Linked DNA regions of Gossypium hirsutum: region 1 is linked to region 2. The links are chromatin contacts, called in public Hi-C maps. All regions are on one chromosome and are shown on one strand. The core of a region is the stretch at or near the end of the contact, and the rest is flanking DNA. Distances in the headings are between cores, read along the strand shown. Region 1 holds the start of LOC107909499 (RNA-binding protein 38). Region 2 holds the start of LOC107909542.

Region 1 (5,664 bases), core at 3,112-5,611, 230 kb before region 2:
CGTATTAAGGAGTGTGAAATAACGAGCTTGTACTCAAGTTTTGTGGAAGCATGAACAAAGCTCTATGGAACCTTTATTGACTGAGTGAAGGATGGTTAATGTGTTGCAACTAGATGTTTTCTGCAATTCGCAGGTTTATAAATATCTACCTTTCTTTTGTCTATCCTGATTGCTACCTAGGACTGGGGAAGTCATGTGGACTTGGGACTCACTTAAATCTTAATTTTTATATGCGGTGTTGTTGGAAGCTAATTTGTAATGACAAACCTAGTCAGAGGATGCAATCAGGATGTTGTGCTTCTTTTGTCTTGTGATGTACTCTCAATATCTTATGCTGGCGGCTAGACTGGCTGATTGTCTATTTGGTTGAGAGCGTGTCAGCTTTGTACTTGTCTAGTTTATATTCAGTACTACAGCCATTTATTGCATCATACACTTGGTTGGTTTGCATTTTCTTTAACTGAGGAACTTATTGATTGTTGTGTTTCCACAAGACGAACAATTTTCTATGTTGTTGCCAATTTTGACGATGAGTAAATGCTCTTCCCTTCATTTTCCTCTTGACCATTTCGTATAATTTTGGTTGAGAACTTGTGATTCGGTAGTCGAGCAAAAGTGTGAAGATAAGTGATTGATAAAATTGTGTTATAAGTGATATAATCTACTAGATTATTCCTGAGTGTTGTTTCTGCTGCTCTGCATGTTCAAAGAAGCATAGTTAAACTAGGATCTAAGCTGTTACGTTATCATTCCCTTATTGCCCCTCCCCTATCCACTTTATTGCTAAAAATTTTGGGGCACCAATCTGCTGTAGCTGTTTAGCGTAAGTCATTTCCGCAATTACTTACAGAGTAGAACTACCAAAATGTGTCTACATGCATTGTTTGTAGATTTTATGCTGCCGCATGCTTTCTGGAGTTCCTCATAAGTTTTCCATTCTTGCAGGCAGAAAGTGCAATCGCAGCTCTCAACTGCAGTGGTGCAGTTCTGGGATCATTGCCCATAAGGTTGGTTTATAGGCATCAGACTTTGGGTAGTTAAATTCAAATTCTTCCCTAATTTTATGTGCGTTGCAAATGCAGAGTAAGCCCATCAAAGACGCCTATTCGACCCCGTGCTCTACTCCCTGCGATGAACTAATCACCCTTTCTTGTTTCTTCCTTTTTGGAATGATCAACCGCCAACATATACATACTTAGCTACAGCAAGTACATTCAAGGTACTTTTGACGTTAATGTTATCATACAGAGTTCCACATCTTAGTCGGTATCTTTGTTACTTATAGGGGGTCGGATTTCTTTAGCTTGCAGAGAGTTGGATGGGGTTTTTGAGGATATGAATGTTAATTTCATATTGTAATTCACTCCTAGCTAGGGGTGATCCCTAAAGACAGATTGTACAACTATAGTTTAATACTGTTTCTAATGCTATTAATGATTTGATTCTGCTGATTCAATGTTTAATGGTATAATTAGGCAAGCTATGTTATCAGTAATTTTTTTTTTATGTCCGTGACCAACATTGAGCAAGAATTGCAACAAAAGCGTCACAAATTAATTTTAGTTTTGGAATTGGCTACATGCCGAAAGGCATGGAAATTTTGAACTAATAAATAATAATGTGGTTTCTTGTCTTTTTCACCTGAATCAGATCCTTTAAATGATAATCTTTGCAAGGAATTTAACAATAATTTTCTTTCTCTGTTTTTTTTGGGGGGGGGGAGAGGGGGTAAATGATAGTGCTTCATATCAACCACAAAAATGGACTAGGCAATGCCACCTACTTATTTGAAAAGTTGGGATTTGCCTTTTTCCGGTGAAATGTGGGCCAATTGTCCTCTTTCCACTAGCGGGATTTGCTGTACAACGGTGTTTTTTTTATACGCGGAGAAATTGAGTAAAATTAATTCTATATGCACAATAATGTGATACTCTATGACTATTTTAATTGTGTGTGTGTGTGTGCATATTCTTGGATTCCCGACATGCTTCATGAATTCCGGAAGCCGAATATGCAAAATGATTGACAATGGAAAAAGGAAAAATACTGCCCAACGAATGTGTTACTTTTTTTACTCTTTTTAAACATGCGACAGAGAAAGACAGTGACTCCACAATATAACTGCAATGCCAAGGAAGGGTATGATGAACTGACAAGCCAAGCAAACCCCCAACTTGTCTGTCTTCCACAGTTCTTCAGACCCAGTTTTGCTTTTTAGATAAGAAAACTTAGAATCCTATGATTTTATGTTCATTTCATACAAATTTATATATATTGCCATAAGAAGACAGACATTGTAGGGATCATTTTGAGACATAAAATTTAAGAAAAAAAGTGTTTCCAGAAAGTGGTAAAAGTGTAAATTGTGGCCTGTCAAATTGATGTACATCCAACTAACAAAGCTAAAAATGGTTAAGTTCCTTTGTCTGTATCCATGTTACTATTGACCCTAGTTATGATATTCTAACTTCCAATTAGGCTGATGAATTTTGCGCAGAGGTGGTAGTCCCTGGCGATGTGGCAGGTGCGGCAGAGGCTGAGGGAGCAAGGGTTAAGTTCCCAAATGGTCGGTATTGCTGAGCCAAATGTGGATAGTGAGTTATTTTGGGGTGTTGACTTTGGTTGCTCTGCCCATGCCCATGCCCATGCCCATGCTGGGGATAGAATGGGAAGTAACCCATGTAGACTCCAGCGGATCCTGACGCCCCACTGCTACTGTAATGGGATGAGAACGCTTGCCCTCCATATACATTGTAATAGCTCTGCAAATAACATTCACCATTTTCAAATCACTACATTGCTTTTACATTTTTGTAATGTTTCATCTTAGACAACAATCAAGGATTCATGTTACAAGTTGGCAACAATAACCATATAAAAAACAATGCATTCATGTATTTGTGTCATATTTGTATTACCTTTTGATCACACATTTTATGTTCAATTGTTAGGCCTATTATATGTATGAAGGTATAATATAAGATGATAACAAGAGACTAACCATTGGAGACATATTTTGCGTGTAGCCAGGATACCTGAATGTTCAAAAGACAATCATTTTTAGAACATTGAACCACCTACGGAAACAAGAAATTAACACAATTTAAGCAAGGCAGAGAGATTATGAAATCCGATCTATCTACCCACCCGTAAGCCGAATAAGGAAATGCGTATTGCGGAATGAATTGACGGTAAAATGCCGGAGTAGCAGCAACGGATGGTGCCATGACTCGAGGTGGTGGTGCTGGTGCGGATGGGCTAAATTTCTCAATCCCTGCAACTTATGCCAAACATACGAAAACTGATCATAAAGCAATAAATACGATTACAGCAATTAAGGTGACGGAAATTAAGCAGCAAAGTATGGGAGAGAAAAAATATAATCTAACAGCCATATTTTGATTTGATGTAAATGGGTGAATACTGACCAGAGTGAGAAGCAGAAGATAGACGATTCTTTTGAGCACCAAGCGATGCAAGATTACAGTTTGCTCTTCTTCCATCAATCACAGGAAATGGATTATAGCAAGCCCTCAAAGCCGAATCAACATCCTTAAACGTCACCTACATATACCATAATAATCAAACCCTTGACTTTGAACAGGAAAAGAAGAAGAAGAAGAAGATATGATGGAGGGGGAGCTTACAAAGCCGTAACCTTTTGATCTTCCAGTAGTTTTGTCATTAATGACAACAGCTTCTAGTATTTCTCCGAACTGCTCGAAATAACGTTTGAGGGTATCAGTTTTGGTCTCCCAAGCCAAACCTCCGACAAAGATCTTGGTGTAAGTGGTGTCACCAAACCCTGTGCCATTGCCCTGATCACCCCCACCCCCACCCCCACCCCCACCCACCTTATGTTGCCCTGCTTCAGACATGGATTAACAATCGATCCCAACAAACACACCCAACCCCAGGGAAGCAAGAATCAGCACCTAAAAAGGGCAAAAGAGGAGACAAGGCGAAGAACACAGACGTTGGCTGACAAAAATATTATCAATCTTCTTAGAACAACCTCAATCAATATGGTTTTTTTCTTGTTCTTTCTTTTCTATCCAAACCTTATACTAGATTTCCGCTGCCAACTCACCTTAAGATTCCCTAACAAAGATACCCTAGACGAGAAAGTTATCACTGTTTCGAGGTTCGAAAAATTGAGTTAATAGGAGAAAAAAACAGAAGAGAAAAGCCTACCCAACACCCCAAAGGTTGCCAAGAGAATGAAAATAGGAAAACGACCTTGTAAGATTATTGAAGATTTTATTTGGCATGTACTGATGATTAACAAAACAAGGTAAAAAAAGAAAAAGAAAAAAAAGAAGAGAGATAAAAGGGAAATTTCCAATGAAATACAACGAACTAACCTATTATTTCCAATTTTTTTAAAAAAGAAATTTGATATATACTTTATAATGGGTCCAACGTTACGTGCCTTGCTGTATCCAACTCTTCATCTTTCTTCTCTCCTAATCTCCCTTTATTTTGTTTATGCATATATTCCTTTTCCATATAATCTAATCACTAAATATTAATGTATGTATACATATACATATACAATACTATTTGAGGAATATAATCCCACGATGTAGGGTTATGCTTTTGATAGATTAAAATAAAGATTTTTCTAAAATAAAAAAATTATTAAAAATTTATAATTATAGAATTATATTATTTTAAGTAACTTTAGAATACAATCAACTAATAAATTAAATTATTAGTATAAAGGAAAAAATTACTATTTTAATTAATAATTCAACTAACAACCTTAAATTACTCTTATTTAATTAGTTTAAATTGGAAGGTATAATATTATAAATAATAAATAGAGGAATAAGTGATGAAAATAGCATAAATATTTAGTAAGGCTTGTAGTTGTGTTTTTTTAATTTTTTTTACACAAATTTGATTTCGGAACGAATCCAGTAACTAATATGATATATTTTTTAAAAGTTATGTGATTATAGTATCGGACCCATATATAGAAAGAGAATATTAATGTATACGAAAATATAACAACAAATACCTTAATGAAAATGTATAATAAACTATATTGATTTGAATATACTTTCAACTTAGAAGGCTAAGTATTTATCATAGCAAAAAAAAAGCTGCAAGTATGTTTTTTTTTTAATTTATCATTAAGTTATCTATTCATCTGTCAAAAAGATGCAATAAAAATCAAACTTTAGTTAATAGTATAATTAAGTAAGAAATTTGGATAAAATTACAGTAATAAAATACATAAGATGTTAGGTGAATCAAATTTACTATATTTTAAGCATTCACACTAAAATTATTTAGGAAGGAAATATAACAAATTCAACCAATATGTTGAACCCTTAATTAAAACTGACATCATTAAAGATTTAAAGAGATTAAATGACAATTTTTAATTTTTGAAAATTAACTTAAATGAGATTGCAACTGTAAATACAATAACATCAATATATTAAATTTGAAGTTAATTGTCTAAAATTTATTAAGGAGTAAAGTCTTGGAGCTTACGAAATATTATGACTAAGTTATTCTAGATGATGTTTAATTTAAAATTTATTGTTATGATATTTTTTTAAAAAATACAAATAAAATAAGAGAAATTTAAAACTTTTTACTTTTATTTTTCTTAGTACAATGATACGGAGAAAATGAACCCACGATAAATAG
Region 2 (5,482 bases), core at 2,456-4,955:
CATGATAAATGGATGCAGAGCAGACACCTGCCCAGGTGGGAGGTATGTAGGCAACCCAAGTGGAGCAATTGGAACACTTGGAACATGGTCATTCTGATTCTAAGAGTAAACAAAGTCATTTAAAGGGAACAAAGCTGAAGTAATAAAACAAGTTATAAACAAGATAGAAAGGATCAGAATTTGACCATTATTAAATAAAAGCCCAAGTTCTACAACTAAACAAATTCTAATATAACTTTACAAGCACCATCAGAAACCAGACATTAGATAAAATGTAGAAAGAGGGAGGGAGGGTTGGAGTGATCAACAAAAACCAAGAGAGTTGTATCATATTTTGGCAATGAAATAAATTACTATATGAAAAAAGGCATGCACCTATAACATAGATGGCTATAAATATATTTATGACACAATCTAAGCAAAAGATCAGAAAAGCCAGCAATTTTACCGGATTTGGTGCATTTCCAGGTGAAACAAAAGTTTGCACATTGTCTGAAGCCCCATTTGAAATAATCCCAGTATTAGCATTTGTTGCACCACTTCCATTAGAATCCACCTGTTTTCCATTAGTTTGACCAAATTGAGAAAGATCTTTTGATTTTGTTTGGGACATATGTGATCCATCAGTATAAGAACCATTCCTCTCTCTCACATCAGCCAGCTCAAGTTGAAGTTGATGTATTGTATGCAAATGAAGTCTCTCCATCTCTGCAAACTAACATTAACAACCAGGAATAAGATCAATGTAATTGCTAAAAATGACATCCAATCTATTAAGTGAGAAGTGTAAACAAGAAACTAAAGGCTTGTCTACCTGTCTCTGACATCCATGCCAGAGCTGGTTATATTGCTCTGTACGTTCTCTCAACTCAGCCTGTAAGGAGTGGTTTGTACTTGACTGCAAAGCATCCATCTCCTGGACACGTGAAATCCAAGTTTGGGCATCTCTCAACTGTTCATCCTTATAAAGAATGGCTTCTTGAGCAGCCCTATACTGAAGAATAAGACTACTATTAGAACATGTAGCTTGCTGTCTTCTATCAATCGGCAGTATAGTAAATTGAAACTGTTACTTGGCTTAAATTTCCAACACAAACAATTCTGTTATTATAAATTTAGTTCATCTGAAAGTAATGCCATTTTCAAAAACCTACAGATGCACACCACGGATAGTTTAACAGAATATTAAACCTTAATCTCGGGAATTAAAAATAGAAAAAGGTTAAAATCAAGTAAAAGTAGTGACCTGTTCCTGCAAGTCAATAAGCTGCCTTTCTTTATCTTGAACATGCTCTTGAAGATCATGTATCTGTTTTATGTGTTGAGCTCTCTCAGCTTCTGAATGATCACGTTCTCTTCTGCCAAAAGACAAAGAATAGGAAACCCATAAAAGTTTCAGAAGGTTTAAACACAGCTGCAAGGCTAATGTATTAAAAGCAGTAACCAACAGAAGAAGCAGAAAACTATTTGAGAATGCCATTCAGATGCTAAGCTAATATATTAACTCAACCCTTAGATAGGTTTAGAAAAATTTCAGGGAAAAATAAACAAAGCATTCATATCAGTGGTAATCCTTAGAGGTTTATGTTTACAACAAATAAAAAGGCCTTAACCATAAAACATGGACCTGAAAGTAGCCAGTTCCTTGTTTTGCTCTCTGAGAAGATCTTCCTTTGCCCAGACCTGCCAAGATAACCAAGTAGGGCTAATTTATACATGACTTTCTAAATATCATGTTTTATTTTAAAAGAAAAATAAAGCTTATCCAAAAGCAGGATAAACATATTGATGGACCTCTTCTTTATCAACTTTGATGGCATGCAACTCTCTGTCTTTCTCTTCCATTTTCCTTTCGAATTCATGTATGGTCTGTTCTCTTTCATCGAGTTGCTCCTAATCAAGCATAAAGCCAAAATACAGATTGAAGGTCACAGGACAGCAATATTGTAGAACCTACTTGTAGCATTATTGGAATAATTTCAAGTGCCAATGGATCCGATTGGTTTTTTATAGACCACTCAAACTGTCAAACATAAGACATTCAATATGTAATTTCAAAATAATTAACACTATGCCCAGGATACAACTCCGGAAGAAAAAAGGAATATGTCTTTACTCATTGACTTCAACAGTCGAAACATGATGACATTATTTCTTAAAGTTTATAATCTGAAATTCTGTTTTCATGTCTTGTTCATAAATCAAGATCAATTTTGAATTCATAGAAGCAACTAAAACTTCTTTTTCTCTGAAAGTTGAATTGCAGAACAATCATACTATGAATCATATTCTAAATTCAAACCTCAAGCTTGGCAACAGCATTGACGTGGGCTGTTATTTTTGAATCACAGCTGCTCTGAATTTCCAGGACCCTTGATCTTGCAATTGCCTGTGCTCGGAGTTCAACCTCCATCTGCAATAGCTCCTCTCTTTGTCTAGTAATATTGTGGATCCTCTGTTGTAATAATTCATCATCTAAACTTTCATCAGCCGTGATTGAGCAGAAGTCAACATCAGCAGGCTCTCTTCCATGCTGCACCTTGATAGACATTCAACAATGTTCACTACTCACCATTCTCATAATAGAATTTAATTTTAAGATTAAAATACCTTACCTCATATATGGTTCTCTCGTCTGATTGTCCCAACTTTGATCTGTCCATTTCCTGCATGTCACAATAAAAGAAAACATACAATAAACATCAATGGTCTATCGAACATAGCAATAATAATCTTTCGCCACTTAACCAAATAACTTGATGCTCAATTCTGCCCTTCAGAGCTGGGCATTTCCTCACAGCAGTAAACACAAAACACTTGACTCTTGGGATCATATACACACTTATACAATTTGAATTAAACCCAATTAACATTCCTAATTATTTCAACCAACAATGGGACAAGCTTTTCATCAATGTAACCCCCTTTTTTTAATTAATGAGCCAAATGCTATTACTAATAAACTCACGAAGTGCAAAATAATAGCGTTACTTAATAATGAAAACTCGAAGTGTACACAATCAAGAGAGCAAGAAAAGAATGAGAATAGAAAAAGATAAACCCTAATTTTTTTGGTTAACACGTGTGAAGAATCCCAAACACTAGTAGTTAAAACCAAATCAAACCCGGTAACTGTTTTTTACTTGTTCATAGGAGCCAAACAAGAGGAATTTTCGTTCTGAATCCAACATTCTCTCAGAACTCAAATAATACCAAAAAGCGAAGATATTCATCAAAAATGAAATTACCACTTCATCCCCATGGTTACGAACCAGGTGATGGTCCGAAACGGCACGCCACTCCTTACGCGACGATGACGACATTGGGAGCGCACCGCCCCGTGCGGCGGCAACAGCGGCCGCTGCCTCCATTGAATCAGAATGCCCGACACTACACCAACTCTCTCACTTTCTCTATCTGCAAAAAGCAGACCCAAAAAGAAAAAAGGAAAAGAAAAAAAAAACCTAGGGTTTTTCAATTTTCAATTAAATAAATAAACCAAACCCTAGAACTGAATAAAATTAAAAGAAAAGATCGCAAATGATAAAAGAGAAAGAGATGGAGAACAATGGGGGAAGTTGGGTTTTAATTTAAAGATTGGAATTTGGAGGGTTTTTGGAGAAAATTTTTAGTTTAGTCCGATAAATAATAGTGAGATTTTAACGCAATGGAGAGCGAGAGAGATGATTGGGCGTGTGAAATTTCGACCCAGGAAAGGCTCCCGCCATTTATAGCGCAACTTCGTCCACAATAGGATCCCATCACGCTTTCTGGTCGCGCGTGTCCTGCACATTTCTGGTCTGCCAGTACTAGTAGTAGTCAATATTTTTGTCACATTACTTCATGCACCATGAATTTTGCTAATATTGTTTTTACACCGCATTTTATAAGATTATCTAATTTACATTGCAAGAGTTTATCTGCGTGTATTAATTAAAATATTATTTTATAAAATAATGAAAGTTATTTATAATTTTGTAAAGAAATATTGTATTACAATTTTTTAAATTAATTTTTAATATGGAAAATAATATTTTGTAGAATAGTAACAAAAGGTGTATAGAGTTGTAAAAAAAAAGAATTACCATTTTTTAGAAACAAAATGACATTGTATTAAGGTTTTTCTTAAATTAGATTCTAATGTTACATACATTGCATGTAATTTAATGCGTTTAATTTTTAATTAGTTTTTAAATAACTCATTTTTAATTAATGTTATTTATCATTGGTAATGATAATTTCTCTTAATTTTTAAATAATATACAAATTTGAAACTATATGAGAAAGTAAGCTATAATGTTAATTTGAAAGAAAAAAAAATAAAGGGTAAATTACATCAACAGTCACTCAACTTTGAGGTAGCTAACAAAACAGTCACCTAGGTTTCATTTCAATCACTCAACTTTTAAAAAAATACCAAAACAGTCACTAACGTTATAAAAAAGTGACAAAACAGTCCGCTGATGTGGTAAGCTAACTAGCTGATGTGGCCAATTAACTTGCCACGTTGGATGTCCACAATGGAAACCCACCCAATTTAAGAAGAAATTGAAAAAAACCCTAAAAAAACCCCTTAATAACAGAGAATAAGAAGACACTGTAAAAAAAAGTCTTCTTTGTTTTTTGTTGGTTCTGTTAAAGATCAAACCTTGCTTCAAAGATTTAACTTTCCAACAACATGCGTATTAAGAGAACAAGTTTCGTTAAAGAATGAATGCAAGGTATTAGCTTGAATGCCAGAAAGAACTAGTACCAGTGTGTCAACATATCTTTGCGAAATTGGAACTAGGGAAAATGGTGATTATGCTAGAAATGATTTGGACATTAGTCATTTGATTAGCATTCTAAAGCTTTACGGTGGTGAAGGATGTTTAGAATTTGGAAGGACTTACCATGGTTTGATTGCAAAGACTGGACTTGATGGGGATGAGTTTGTAAATACCAACCTTATTGATATGTATGCTAAATGTGGAGACAAATAGTGCAGTTATGGTATTTAATCAGATGCCTCGTCTAGATGTTGCTTTATGTAATTGTTTGATTTCTGGTTATACTAATTGTAGAATATTTCAAGAAGCTTTTAGGTTGTTCATGAATTATGAAAGTTGGGGTAACAAGCTTAATTCTTATACATACTCATTTATGCTAGCAATTTGTGGAATCCTTTCGGCTATCGAAGAAGGAAAACAACTTCATGCTCAAGTTGTGAAGATGTATTTATCAGAAAAAATTGTGAGTAATGCACTTTTGACAATGTATTGCAAGTGTGAGGTGCTAGCGGATGCTAAATCACTGTTTGAATGGCTTTCACAAAGGAATATTGTTTACTCACAGAATATTCTTCTTCTTCTTCTTCTTCTTCTTCTTCTTCTTCTCTGTTATTAAGGGGTTTTTTTCAATTTCTTCTTAAATTTGATGGGTTTCCACTGTGGACATCCAACGTGGCAAGTTAACTGGCCACATCAGCTAGTTAACTTGCCAT

The links. Hi-C and Micro-C count contacts between places; a contact is called where the count stands out from the background.
Region 1: a Hi-C map of hypocotyl shows a contact between it and region 2, with 1.8 times the contacts expected there. The contact joins the promoter of LOC107909499 here to the promoter of LOC107909542 in region 2. A contact is called at or near these places in 3 of 34 Hi-C or Micro-C datasets (hypocotyl, leaf and petal).

The regions. Positions count from the first base shown.
Region 1 is chrD08:38,006,584-38,012,247 of Gossypium_hirsutum_v2.1, reverse strand. It overlaps LOC107909499 (RNA-binding protein 38), which reads right to left and starts at 4,361. Exons shown (of 5, transcript XM_016837041.2): 1 at 3,648-4,361; 2 at 3,429-3,564; 3 at 3,148-3,280; 4 at 3,002-3,035; 5 at 1,951-2,762. The coding sequence starts at 3,878. The coding sequence ends at 2,475. LOC107909480 (polyadenylate-binding protein-interacting protein 10) reads left to right here. Exons shown (of 12, transcript XR_001687259.2): 10 at 946-1,007; 11 at 1,083-1,219; 12 at 1,286-1,451.
Region 2 is chrD08:37,775,161-37,780,642 of Gossypium_hirsutum_v2.1, reverse strand. LOC107909542 reads right to left here and starts at 3,705. Exons shown (of 16, transcript XM_041099106.1): 1 at 3,249-3,705; 2 at 2,616-2,666; 3 at 2,303-2,533; 4 at 1,795-1,893; 5 at 1,628-1,683; 6 at 1,247-1,358; 7 at 815-994; 8 at 449-715; 9 at 1-93. The coding sequence starts at 3,371.